Linked DNA regions of Mus musculus: region 1 is linked to region 2. A link is a contact called in public promoter capture Hi-C data. All regions are on one chromosome and are shown on one strand. The core of a region is the stretch at or near the end of the contact, and the rest is flanking DNA. Distances in the headings are between cores, read along the strand shown. Region 1 holds the start of Cntf (ciliary neurotrophic factor). Region 2 holds the start of A330040F15Rik (RIKEN cDNA A330040F15 gene).

The links. Promoter capture Hi-C pulls out the DNA fragments that hold promoters and counts their contacts.
Region 1: a promoter capture Hi-C map of liver shows a contact between it and region 2. A contact is called at or near these places in 10 of 39 promoter capture datasets (the C10 cell line, the HPC-7 cell line, HPC-7-derived erythroid cells and 6 more), 11 of 484 Hi-C or Micro-C datasets (the AML12 cell line, CD8 T cells, the G1E-ER4 cell line and 5 more), 7 of 130 datasets of targeted methods (CD8 T cells, a beta-TC-6 cell line, bone marrow-derived macrophages and 4 more) and 3 of 9 other capture datasets (adipose tissue, liver and macrophages).

Annotation. Positions count from the first base shown.
Region 1 is chr19:12,763,345-12,768,638 of GRCm38.p6, reverse strand. It overlaps Cntf (ciliary neurotrophic factor), which reads left to right and starts at 3,007. Exons shown (of 2, transcript NM_170786.2): 1 at 3,007-3,358; 2 at 4,259-5,111. The coding sequence starts at 3,245. The coding sequence ends at 4,741. Gm44505 (predicted readthrough transcript (NMD candidate), 44505) reads left to right here. Exons shown (of 13, transcript NR_024093.1): 12 at 3,233-3,358; 13 at 4,259-5,111. It overlaps Zfp91 (zinc finger protein 91), which reads left to right. Exons shown (of 11, transcript NM_053009.3): 11 at 1-1,700.
Region 2 is chr19:12,593,161-12,598,697 of GRCm38.p6, reverse strand. A330040F15Rik (RIKEN cDNA A330040F15 gene) reads left to right here and starts at 2,132. Exons shown (of 2, transcript NR_015503.1): 1 at 2,132-2,760.

The DNA of each region.
Region 1 (5,294 bases), core at 1,758-4,257, 170 kb before region 2:
TTTTGGCTTTCCCCAGAATTATCTGTTTTCCTCTGAGTAGAGATTTTAATGCCCTGTGGCATTAAAATTACTGTCACTGGGAGACACGGATCATATTTTTACATGCTTCTACCTCTCAAAAGACTAAAACCCTAATTCAGCTCATTTTTTGAAAATTAGGAGTGCAGTTCTTCCCTGTGTACTTCAGAATCAGCCATTGAAGACTGGGCCAGTTGTTGTCAGCAACACATGATGACTATTGGGAAAAATAAGAGTTTGAGAACAAAATAAGGAACAGCTTGTTTTTCACAAACACTAAAACTGTGGAGTTTATCAAATTTTCTCTGCTTGATTTTTTTTTCCCCCCAAAAGGAGAATAGCAAAATGTCATCTCTGAAAGACGCTTACTATACACCCACCTATGTCGGTGGTTGGGATGCCAGGGAGAGGGAGGAAGACACCTACAGGAACAATCTTAAACACATTATTGTTTCCTCTAGAGTGTTGCAGACTTAGCCACCCCTCCATGTGAGGGGAGAAAAGGCATGAAGACAGGCTTTTCTGCCCTGCAGAGTTGCAGTTGACCTTGGTACATTGCATAGATTTGAAAACACTTTAAGAGGAATTAAAAATGGATCTGCAGCAAACTTTGCTCCTCTTGACGCTGTTTATCTAGTATCTGTGTCCTACACTTACCCTTTGTTTTTCACATTTAGAATGTCTCCAATAAATTAGATAGAGCCACCCACAGAAAAACAAACTGCATTGAAAACATCTCACTTTTCTGGGATGGGGAAAAATATGTTCTTTTCTGTACTTCGCTCTCCTCCCCATAAAAGCAACTAGTTCTAAAACTTAGAAACTTCCTGTCCTCTCATGGGGTTGGGGTGGGGCTGAAAGGGGGCTCGGTCATCTTAGCTGCTCTCTGTTGGCAATAAGTTTTTTTAGCAGTTTGCAATAAATTTTTCATGAACTTCCTATTCCTTTTGAGAGCTAGTGCTAGTATAATAAAAGTGTATGAGCAAACTAAGCCCCTACCCTTTTCTTTTTTCCCATGCCAGTCATTTAATTGTCCTTCGAAGGAGTCCTTTTAGTTTTGAAAATAGTTAATTCATACTGATGGTTTGTTATCTTTTAAGTCATACCTCCATCTTCAATTGGCAATTCTAAATTCTTAGGTATATAGTTATGATAATTACTTGGTATTTCTGGGAGTTGTGTACCCTCCTTGCTTGCATTGCTAGCGTATTTTGCATAATTAGACCCTAACACATTTTACAGGGTTTAGTCAGACACTGGCTGGGAGTCCTGGGAATGAGCAGAGAAAACATCAGCATAGAGCACTTGGACCTCCCTTGTACCTGTTCAGAGGAAGAAAATCAACTAACTATATACCAACAACCTAAGTGAGGTCTTACAGCCTTGCTGCAGGGCTAGTTTCCTGCCTTTCTTTCTATCAATTTTCCAGTATACTCAAGAAAATCGGGAAATTGTAATGGGGCAGTTATATCTCCTGAGACTTTTTGCCTGTTGAAATGTGCAGGACCCTTTTCCTGTGATGAGAGATAGCTGGTTACTTGATCTAGGTTTAAAAGTTATGTAAAAGAAAAAAATTATAATAAAAGGGATACTTTGCTTTTAAAATCTTGTTTCCTTTTAATCTAGGTAATCATTTCAAAATAAGTATGTAAAGAAGAAAAATAAAAGTTGTCTTCCTGGAAGCAACTGGTCTTCCTTGGTTGTACTGAGTTAGTCATGCGAGGATAAAACAGTTGATGCTGCTAAATGAGGAAAACATGCCCCTTTTGTATGGTGCTATTTGCTCTTTGTTAAGAGTTGGGAGGGCTTCTAATGCAGAGAGGCCTTGTAGCTCTGTGTTTGGCAGACTCCAAAGGGTGTTTTGGTTGCTTTCTAGGGGATGTTAAGGATACTGTGAAGTACAGTTTACTCTGACAATGACAAAACCGTGGTTGCATTTAAGACCAGTGCTTCTTACCAAAGCTTTTATGTCAAGTTCTAACTTTAAAAAAAGAAAACATAATTCAACCTTGCTAAAAAGTTCTATGGCAGCCATTTCTCACCTATGTCAATTTGCTACTGAGGTGGCAAGTGTTTGAACTTCTTGGCAAAATCTGTGATATAAAATGGGGACATTGACTTCACTGACCTATTTCGGGTTGAAACTTTGAAACTTGAGCCTATTAACTTCACCCACTAAGTGCAGTACAATAGAATGACAGGTCTGTAAGACCTTTTTAACTCTTTTGTCTTCATTTCAAAGCCTTGTTCATTACCTTGCTAAGCATGGCGAATGACTGGGACTGGTAAGAAAAAGAAGCATGTTGTCACTTGAGTGAAAGTGCCTGAGAAATGTTACCAAGTTTGGGTTGGGTGTTTCCTTTGGGAGAGAACAGGCCTAAACAGTGCCTTCCACATCCTGTAGCTACCAGGAAGGCCCCATGGTTGAGACTAGAGATGCTCCTTTAGCTAATTTTTAAACAAGTCTAAACCTTACAGATAATGGGAACGGAAAGATGGCTATAAATGACCTGTATCACATAGTCTCTGTTTCTTGCACATATCATGAGCTACCCAAAGAAATTGTAAAGTCAGTGTGAGGTGGGGGGAAATAAAGCCAAAGACCAATGCAGAAATACGAATCTAGTTTATTGTATTAATTTCTTAGATAAAAGACATCAAATGAGAAAACTACCCCCAAGACTAATGTTCAGCCCAGGATTACTCAAGATTCCAATGAAGTTTAAATGTGTAGCATAGTATCTGACTCATTTAATAAGTGACACCTATTTCAATACTATATTTTGCCAGGATAAAACAAATTAAAATACAGTGAGCATGGAAAACAGAAGAGTAAAATCAAATTATATGTGTAAATACTAGACTACATTAGGCAGGGGTGGGTGTCAGGAGGATTAGCGTGATAGTGACCTTGTTGCTAAGTACAAAAGCAAAACAATGACATAAAAACAAGTGCTAAGTACTGAGTGGAGGAGAGATGAAGGCAGACGCTTCGAGGGAAAAAAAAAAAGACTGATTAAAAGGGCCCTTTGATTCCACAGGCACAAAATCCACAGCCAGGAATTTGCTGCCACCTCTGAGTCAGGCAGGGGGTGGGGATGGGGGTGCACAATCCCATTAGAGAATGCCCAGTAGATTTAGTCTGTGGGAGTCACATTTCTTATTTGGACTAGTGAAGACAGAAGCAAACCAGCTCACTTGTTTCCTGGGACAGTTGATTTAGGGGATGGCTTTCGCAGAGCAATCACCTCTGACCCTTCACCGCCGGGACCTCTGTAGCCGCTCTATCTGGCTAGCAAGGAAGATTCGTTCAGACCTGACTGCTCTTATGGAATCTTATGTAAGTTGTCTATTTTGCTTTTGTCTGGTTGTCTGTTTTCAAGTCTTCTAGCCCAACTCTTAACCATCATGTTCCAACCCCATAACCGGTTACGAAAACACTAGTGTGTGTGTATTTATGGTATAGCTCCCTAGTCATTCATATATTAAGCACCTATAATTTGACATGTTCTTTCCCTTGAGAAAATTCACACAACCTTACTGTCTTCATCCAGCCTGTTTAAGGTGGACAGGTCCTTCCTTAAGTGAGAATATACATTATTTGGTTGCCTTTTTTCTGAATCCTACCAGGGTAGACAATAGGTTTTCTAAGTCATAGGTTCTTCATATAATTTTTGAACCTTAGAAATAAAAAGATTACAGGATAAGAAAAACTATATGGGGTTTTAGAGAAATGTATAGTTGCCCTCTGTATAGTATAAGCTACTTTTATTTTAGTACTACATATTAGACTACTTGTGACTAAATAGATCTGCCAAAAAGTCTTGAGAAAAATGTCAAATTAACCACAGTTCTGGGCTTGTTTTCTCATAAAAGGCCACTGTCTAAAAGACCTGCTGTGGTAATATCCCAGGCCTCTGATCAAAGTTATAAATTTAAGTTCTCTAAGAATTGAAAACTTTTGAAAAGCCTTGCCAGTTATGAGACTCAGTGTCCAAAGAGATGGACATAAAAGCCAGCTGTATTCTAAAGGATTGATTTCACCTTGAGAGTGGACAGTGGGCATAGGGAAATTCAGGCAGTGCTGTGGGATCAGGACTCCCCATATGAAGGGTTTCCATTCTAAGCATTTTCTTAACAACTTGGATCACTGACTATGAAAGTCAAGGAAATTGTATTTGTGATTGAAGAAGGAAATTGAGATGATATGGAACATATGTTTTGCTATATCCTTGGCCAGGTAAAACATCAAGGCCTGAATAAAAATATCAGCCTTGACTCAGTGGATGGTGTACCAGTGGCAAGCACTGATCGCTGGAGTGAGATGACTGAGGCAGAGCGACTCCAAGAGAACCTCCAGGCTTACCGTACCTTCCAAGGGATGTTAACCAAGCTTTTAGAAGACCAGAGAGTGCATTTCACCCCGACTGAAGGTGACTTCCATCAGGCAATACATACTCTTACGCTCCAAGTTTCTGCCTTCGCCTACCAGCTAGAGGAGTTAATGGCGCTTCTGGAACAGAAGGTCCCTGAAAAAGAGGCTGATGGGATGCCTGTCACAATTGGAGATGGTGGCCTCTTTGAGAAGAAGCTGTGGGGCTTGAAGGTCCTTCAAGAGCTTTCACAGTGGACTGTGAGGTCTATCCATGACCTCCGTGTCATTTCTTCTCATCACATGGGAATCTCAGCACATGAGAGCCATTATGGGGCCAAGCAAATGTAGCTCTTAACTCTTGCCTCTGTCTCCCTCTTTGATCTAATGGGATATCAGTAGTTCCCCAGGGGCCTAGTTTTCTCAGCATCAATTTTGGAAAACCTTAGACCACAGGCATATTTCGTCAAGTAGGGTTGACCCACGTATGAACAGAAGATAAACATGGTTATTCTGGCTGTGCATATGTGTGTACATGATTTTGTTTGTATTGGTGGTATAATAAAGTATAATTAGGGCATTATCCTTCCACCTTAGTGCTTTACCCTTCCTGATACTAAATAACCTTTCCAGGTGTTTAACAGTCTTACAGGCAGAAGAGACATTGTGACTAGTTTTGGTTGACTTCTGAAAAGACTGAATAAACAAATTGGAAGTCCTAGACTATCTTCATTCAAACTACCCTGATAAAAAGAGCATCGCTGTGCAGAGGCAGTGAGTGTGCCATGGGCTTTGTATATTCTGTACAGCCTTACATCCTAGTTGTGGAAAGGAAGATGTCTTGCATTCTATCCTAGCATTGAAAAGAATGCCCTTGTTACTCATCCTCAGGAGTCGGCAGCAT
Region 2 (5,537 bases), core at 883-3,382:
GTTTTTCTTTTACACAGCATTATGGACACTACAAAAATCTCACTGAAGCACAAAAACCTTGACGTCAGTTCTCTGGGTTCCAAATTTGATGTTAATACCCCTTAAGAGAATCCATTGAATAATCGCATCTAGCAAGAAGTCTGGGTATTGGGGTAACTGAAAACTTTGCAACTATGTTCCAAAGGGAGTGTGGAGATGAGATGGAAGAGAAGAAGAGGAGGAAGGGAAAGGAAAATTATTTTTAGAGTTAGCTTTAGTGTTTACATAATGATCAGAATTATGACACAGAAATTTGTGATTTATTTAACTATTTTTCTGTTTTGGAAATTTAGGACACCCCAAAATCTTACTGTTATTTTAAAAGAACAACATAAGAGGCATCTTTGTACATACTTCTCAGTCTTCATAGTTTTATTTTGTAAATAGTTTATTTTTCATTAATAATTAACACACAGAATTAGGTTTTATTGTGCCAGTTTCAGACAAAATTTATTTTGTTGAATCACCTCACCTTTCTCACCCCCCATACCCTCACCCCCTCCCCACTGTACCTTACACACATCCTCCATCTCCACATTCACCTCCCTGTGCCCTTCCTCTACTTCTGCAACACTTTCTTTCCCTCTTTGTGCACTCTTTTCTGATTCCAGAGCCTACAGTCAAGGAATTCACCCCAACTTACATACGACAGACAGACAGACAGACAGACAGACAGACAGACTTTATAGGCTAGGCTCCACATGTGAGAGATGTGCTGTCTGTCTAAATCTGGAGGGTTTTTTTTTCTAATTCCCATATTCATTCATTTTTCTGTAAGTTATGTGATTTCATTTTTCTTTACAGCTGAATAAATACCATTTATATATGTGCCACGTTTTCCTTATCCATTCATCTGTTGGCTCCATTTGGGCTGGTTCCATTTCTTTGCTATTTTGAATAGAAAACCAATAAATGTGGATGTGCAGGTATCTCTGTGGTAGAATACACACACACACACACACACACACTCACACACACACACATACACACACTCACACACTCAGAAGTATATCTGGATCATAGGGAAGTTCTGTTTTTTTAATTTTTAGAAATGTATACTAATTTATATAATGGCTGTACTAGGTTACATTACCTCAACAGCACTGCTGTCTCTTTTCTTTATCTTAGTAATTGTCACTAGGGGAAGATGGAATCCAAAACGTAGCTTCAATTTTCACTCAGCTGGTAACTAAGAATGCTGAACGCCTTTTTAATCTCTGGTGTCCATATGTGGTCCTACTTTTGCGAACGGTATCTTCCATTCATTGGCTGATTTATTGACTAGCTATTTTGAAGTTTAATTACTGCAGTTCTTTATATATTCTAGACGCCCAGCCCCTGTCTGAGGCATAGCTGGCAAAGACATTCTCCACTCTGCAGGCTGTTGGAGAATGTTGCAGAATGTTCACTCTGTCCTGTCCTCTGTGGACAAAGGGAGGAGCCTCTCTGCCAGGCATTCCGGAGCCCAGTCCTCCGGTTCTTCTCTCCACCACATCCAGATGCTCCAGCTCTGGAATCCCTGGCTCCAATCTCTCTTCCCAGTAATTTTCCAGCACTTTTCACACACTAGACTGTAACTAGACACTGAGGAACCCTACGGCTTCCCAAATCTTACATCCAGGAGTTGTCAGTGGGAAGGGGGGGTCCATAGAAGAGGGCCAGATTCAGCCAGGTTGAAGGGAGGGGGAGGTGTACGGCAGCCCCAAAGGTGCTTGAGGCAAAGCAAAGTCAGCTGAGGTGTGAGCAGTAAAAGGGCTCCAGCAGTATCTTGCTGAAGACCCCGCATTCCTTGGGAACTGCAAAGTCCTAGAATTCCTGCACTAAGGGCCAGTAGGGGCTGGGGGTGGCGATGGGGGCATAAAGGGGTCTCCTGCAGCTAGGCCGAAGCTGGGTTTGTATAATCAAGACAATTTAAACTACTTGCCAGGACAAATACTTGAAGGTGGTCTTGGAATCCTGTGAGGATCTAAGGAAGGGAAACACCTGCCCTCAACACCTATCACGTGAGGACATCAGTAAGCAAAGCTAGTCACTGGGTGAGTCAGTGGACAGACCAGGGATTTGGATGGCTCACCCGTGTCTTGGCGGAACTGGTTCATGGACTGCAGGTCGATGATGTAGGGGGCAATCTGTCTCTCCACCTAGCCCAACACCACGCTGGCCCCGCGCGTGGACCAGCGCAGCACCGCCTTGAAGTGGTGTTTCACAGCAGGGCTGTAGGGACACCAGCCGCCATGATCGGTCAGCCATTCCTACACCACTAGGGTCCAAGGCTGAGGTCTGGAGCATGAAGTGCCCTGAGATGCTCCCTTCCCCGTCCTTGCACACCCGGCCTCGGGCGCCACCGCCTCCCGGGAAGCCTCAGCTGTGGTTCATGGGGGAGTCTGCAGTCGCTTAGGCACCGGGACGCGGACCCGTAGCTGCCCGCCTCCAACTGTGCTCCACCGCCCCTGTCGCTGCCGCTGCTCCGAGGGGTCCAGCGGCTTCATGCAAAAAACCTGACCCTGCACATTCGCCGCCCGCCTTGCAAAGCCACCCAGGGCGCACGGCCCAAGCGCGACGCAGCACCCGCCTCGCACCAGTTGAGCCTCGCTGGAGTTGCATGGTCACGCCCTCCGTCCTCTCTCCGCTGGGAGCCAGGCAACGGCGGTGGCACAGCTCCCTCCCTGGGGCTCCGCTCAGAGGCTTCCAGGTGTCTCCCCTCCCCGGAAGAACGCCAAGGTGAGCTCACGCCCGCGGATACTTCCCGGGTCCCCGGGTGTCCAAAAGCTCGCTTGCCATCCCGGTCCCAGGGGCCAACGCGGGGACTGAGGTTTGCAGCCACTAACTTCCTGTCTGTTTTCAGCTCAGCGCTGGCTGTATCCGCGGCCAGAGCTCCTACACTTGAGTCTCACCAGGGCTTTTGCTCGCACTGACATACACACACTGACGAACACACGCACGCTCAGCCCCACGCCTTCTTCTTCTGGCCTGCTATTACCTCATCCAGGCCTGAATCCTGGAGGTGTGTCAGATATGCAGAAGCCACGCCCTCTGTCAGTTTGCACCAGCATCTTAGAGCTTTCATGCTCTCTGCTGGTCAAACGTCACAGTTGTGACCACTGAAAGTCAGTGCCAAGGGATGCATGCGTTTATGGTATAAACTTTATGCTGTCTATGTAGAAATCAGAGCAGGCTGAAATATTGTACTGCCTTTTGAAAGTCAATATGAAACAAAGAAATAGACTCTTATACTCTGTACCCATTGGATGTTGTATATGTACATACATAAAATGGGTTTAATTAGAACTACCCCCAGACACTAATGACTATCAAATAAAAAGCCTAGTGCCAGGTGTGGGGCCAGGTGTGGGTTACCTTTTAAAGCTGCCCCACACAACCCCTCAAAGCATTACAGGCTATTCCACGGCTCTTGGTTACTGTCCAGAACTTGATAAGGGGTTAATACAGACGTCCCATTTAGGGCTGAGAACTCTGTATTATTCTCAACACTTTGAACAAGTAAGTATGAGTCTCTGTGTTGAATAATACCCATATTTTAAAGAAAGCTTCTGCCTAGGCCTATGGACATAAACATAAATATTGAGAAGGAATTTTGACACAAGACTGTTTAGGAATTAGCAGTGGCATCTTCTACTCTAGGATCTAGGAGCTCCCCAGCCATTGATTTGGAGCCAGTCTTCTAGTGTGGTTGTGCCGTTTCTCCCTTTGACCAAGCAATGTACTCAACATCTAGTCTCCTCATATCCATCACCATCACCATCGTCGTCGTCGTTGTCGTCCTCATCAGCATCATTGTGAGGAGGCACAAACTATAGTGTGTATGTGGAGAGGGAAGGACAACTTTGTAGAGTCAGTTCTTTTTTATCATTATGTGGGTCCTGGGCATTGAACTTGGGTTATTTGGTGTGTGGTAAGCTCTTTTAGCCACTGGGCCATTTTGTGAATCCTATTATCAGTATACTTTTTTTAGCGTTTCTATTAGGGGTGTCATGATATTTCTTGAGCTTTTAATGTGTGTGAACATGCCGTGTGTTAATAATAGTGATGCTTATTTAGTGTTTCCCTATGTGACTTCTTGATTTCTGCATCTTCTTTGTGAAATGTTTGTTCATGTGTTTGGCTACTTTTAAAATGAAGTGAGAACATTAAAAATATCCTCAATGAAAACTTTTGGATACTTGACTTGAAAATATCTTCTATCAAGCTGGAGGCTCTTTTCATCCTTAACAGGGTTTTTGTTTTTTACAACTTTCTGGCTTCCACTTTCTGTATTTAGTGTAAGAATTGCTTGACGGTCTTTTAGATTTGATGACTTTTCTGCTTTTCCTTATAAGGCTTATGATTTTACAATTTATACCTAGATATGTGGTACAATTTAAATTAATTATTATGTGGAAAATGATCCCTCCCTCCCTCCCTCCCTCCCTCCCTCCCTCCCTCCCTCCCTCCCTCCCTCCCTCCTTGCCTTTTCTTTCTGTTGGGACTTTGGGGACTTCTTGCTCCAGTGTGATTTATGAAAAAGTTTCATCTGAATTTCTTTGGTACCTTTGTCAAATACACCTGCAAATATTCCGTGAACCTATCCATTTTCAAAATCTCTCTATTCAATTCTATTTATATATGTGTTCGTCCCCTATCAGTAGTATATACTGTTGATTCACAAACTGTAATAATAAGCTAAGTTGGAATATTATAAGTAGGACACACTCAGAGTAAAAAACATTGTTTTAAATGTCAGATTCCAATTGCTAATTGCTGGTAAATAAGAATTTTTTGTTATTATCTGTTCACTCTACAGTTGCTTCAATTTTCACTCTGGTCTCAATATACATAGATCCCTCCACAACGTGCATGTTGGTAAGATGTTACCTAAGGCTCAGTGGAGTAAGATTACCAGGCTGAGCTGTCATGATTGACATTAGTACTTCATTAAAGATCAAGCCTCTTTGTCCTTCCACCTTCTGTCATCAAAAGATGCAACAAATGGCACTATCTTGGAAGCAGTGAGGTTTACCAGAGACATAAGTCCTTAGATCTTGGATTTCCCAGTCTCCACAGATACAGTAACAAATTTCTACTATTCAAAAATAACCCAGACCAGGGCTAGAGAGATGACAGCTCACAATTGTTTGTAACTCCAGTCCCAATGCATCTGACAACTTCCTCCTGGCTCCATGGCATCAGACACACATGTACTGCACAGACATACATGCAGGCAAAACATCCATACACATAAAAACAAAGAAAGAAAGAAAGAAAGAAAGAAAGAAAGAAAGAAAGAAAGAAAGAAAGAAACAAAGAAACAAAGAAACAAAGAAACAAAGAAACAAAGAAGGAAGGAAAGAAAAGTACCTCAGCCTCATGTACATTGTTAGAACATCAACAGTGAACTAAATCATTTATCCATCCGGCCCAGCAACTTTTTGTGGCTATTGTTCATTATTTAGGAATTTTTTAAGATACATAGACAAACGTATTCTGTAAAGAGCCTTTCT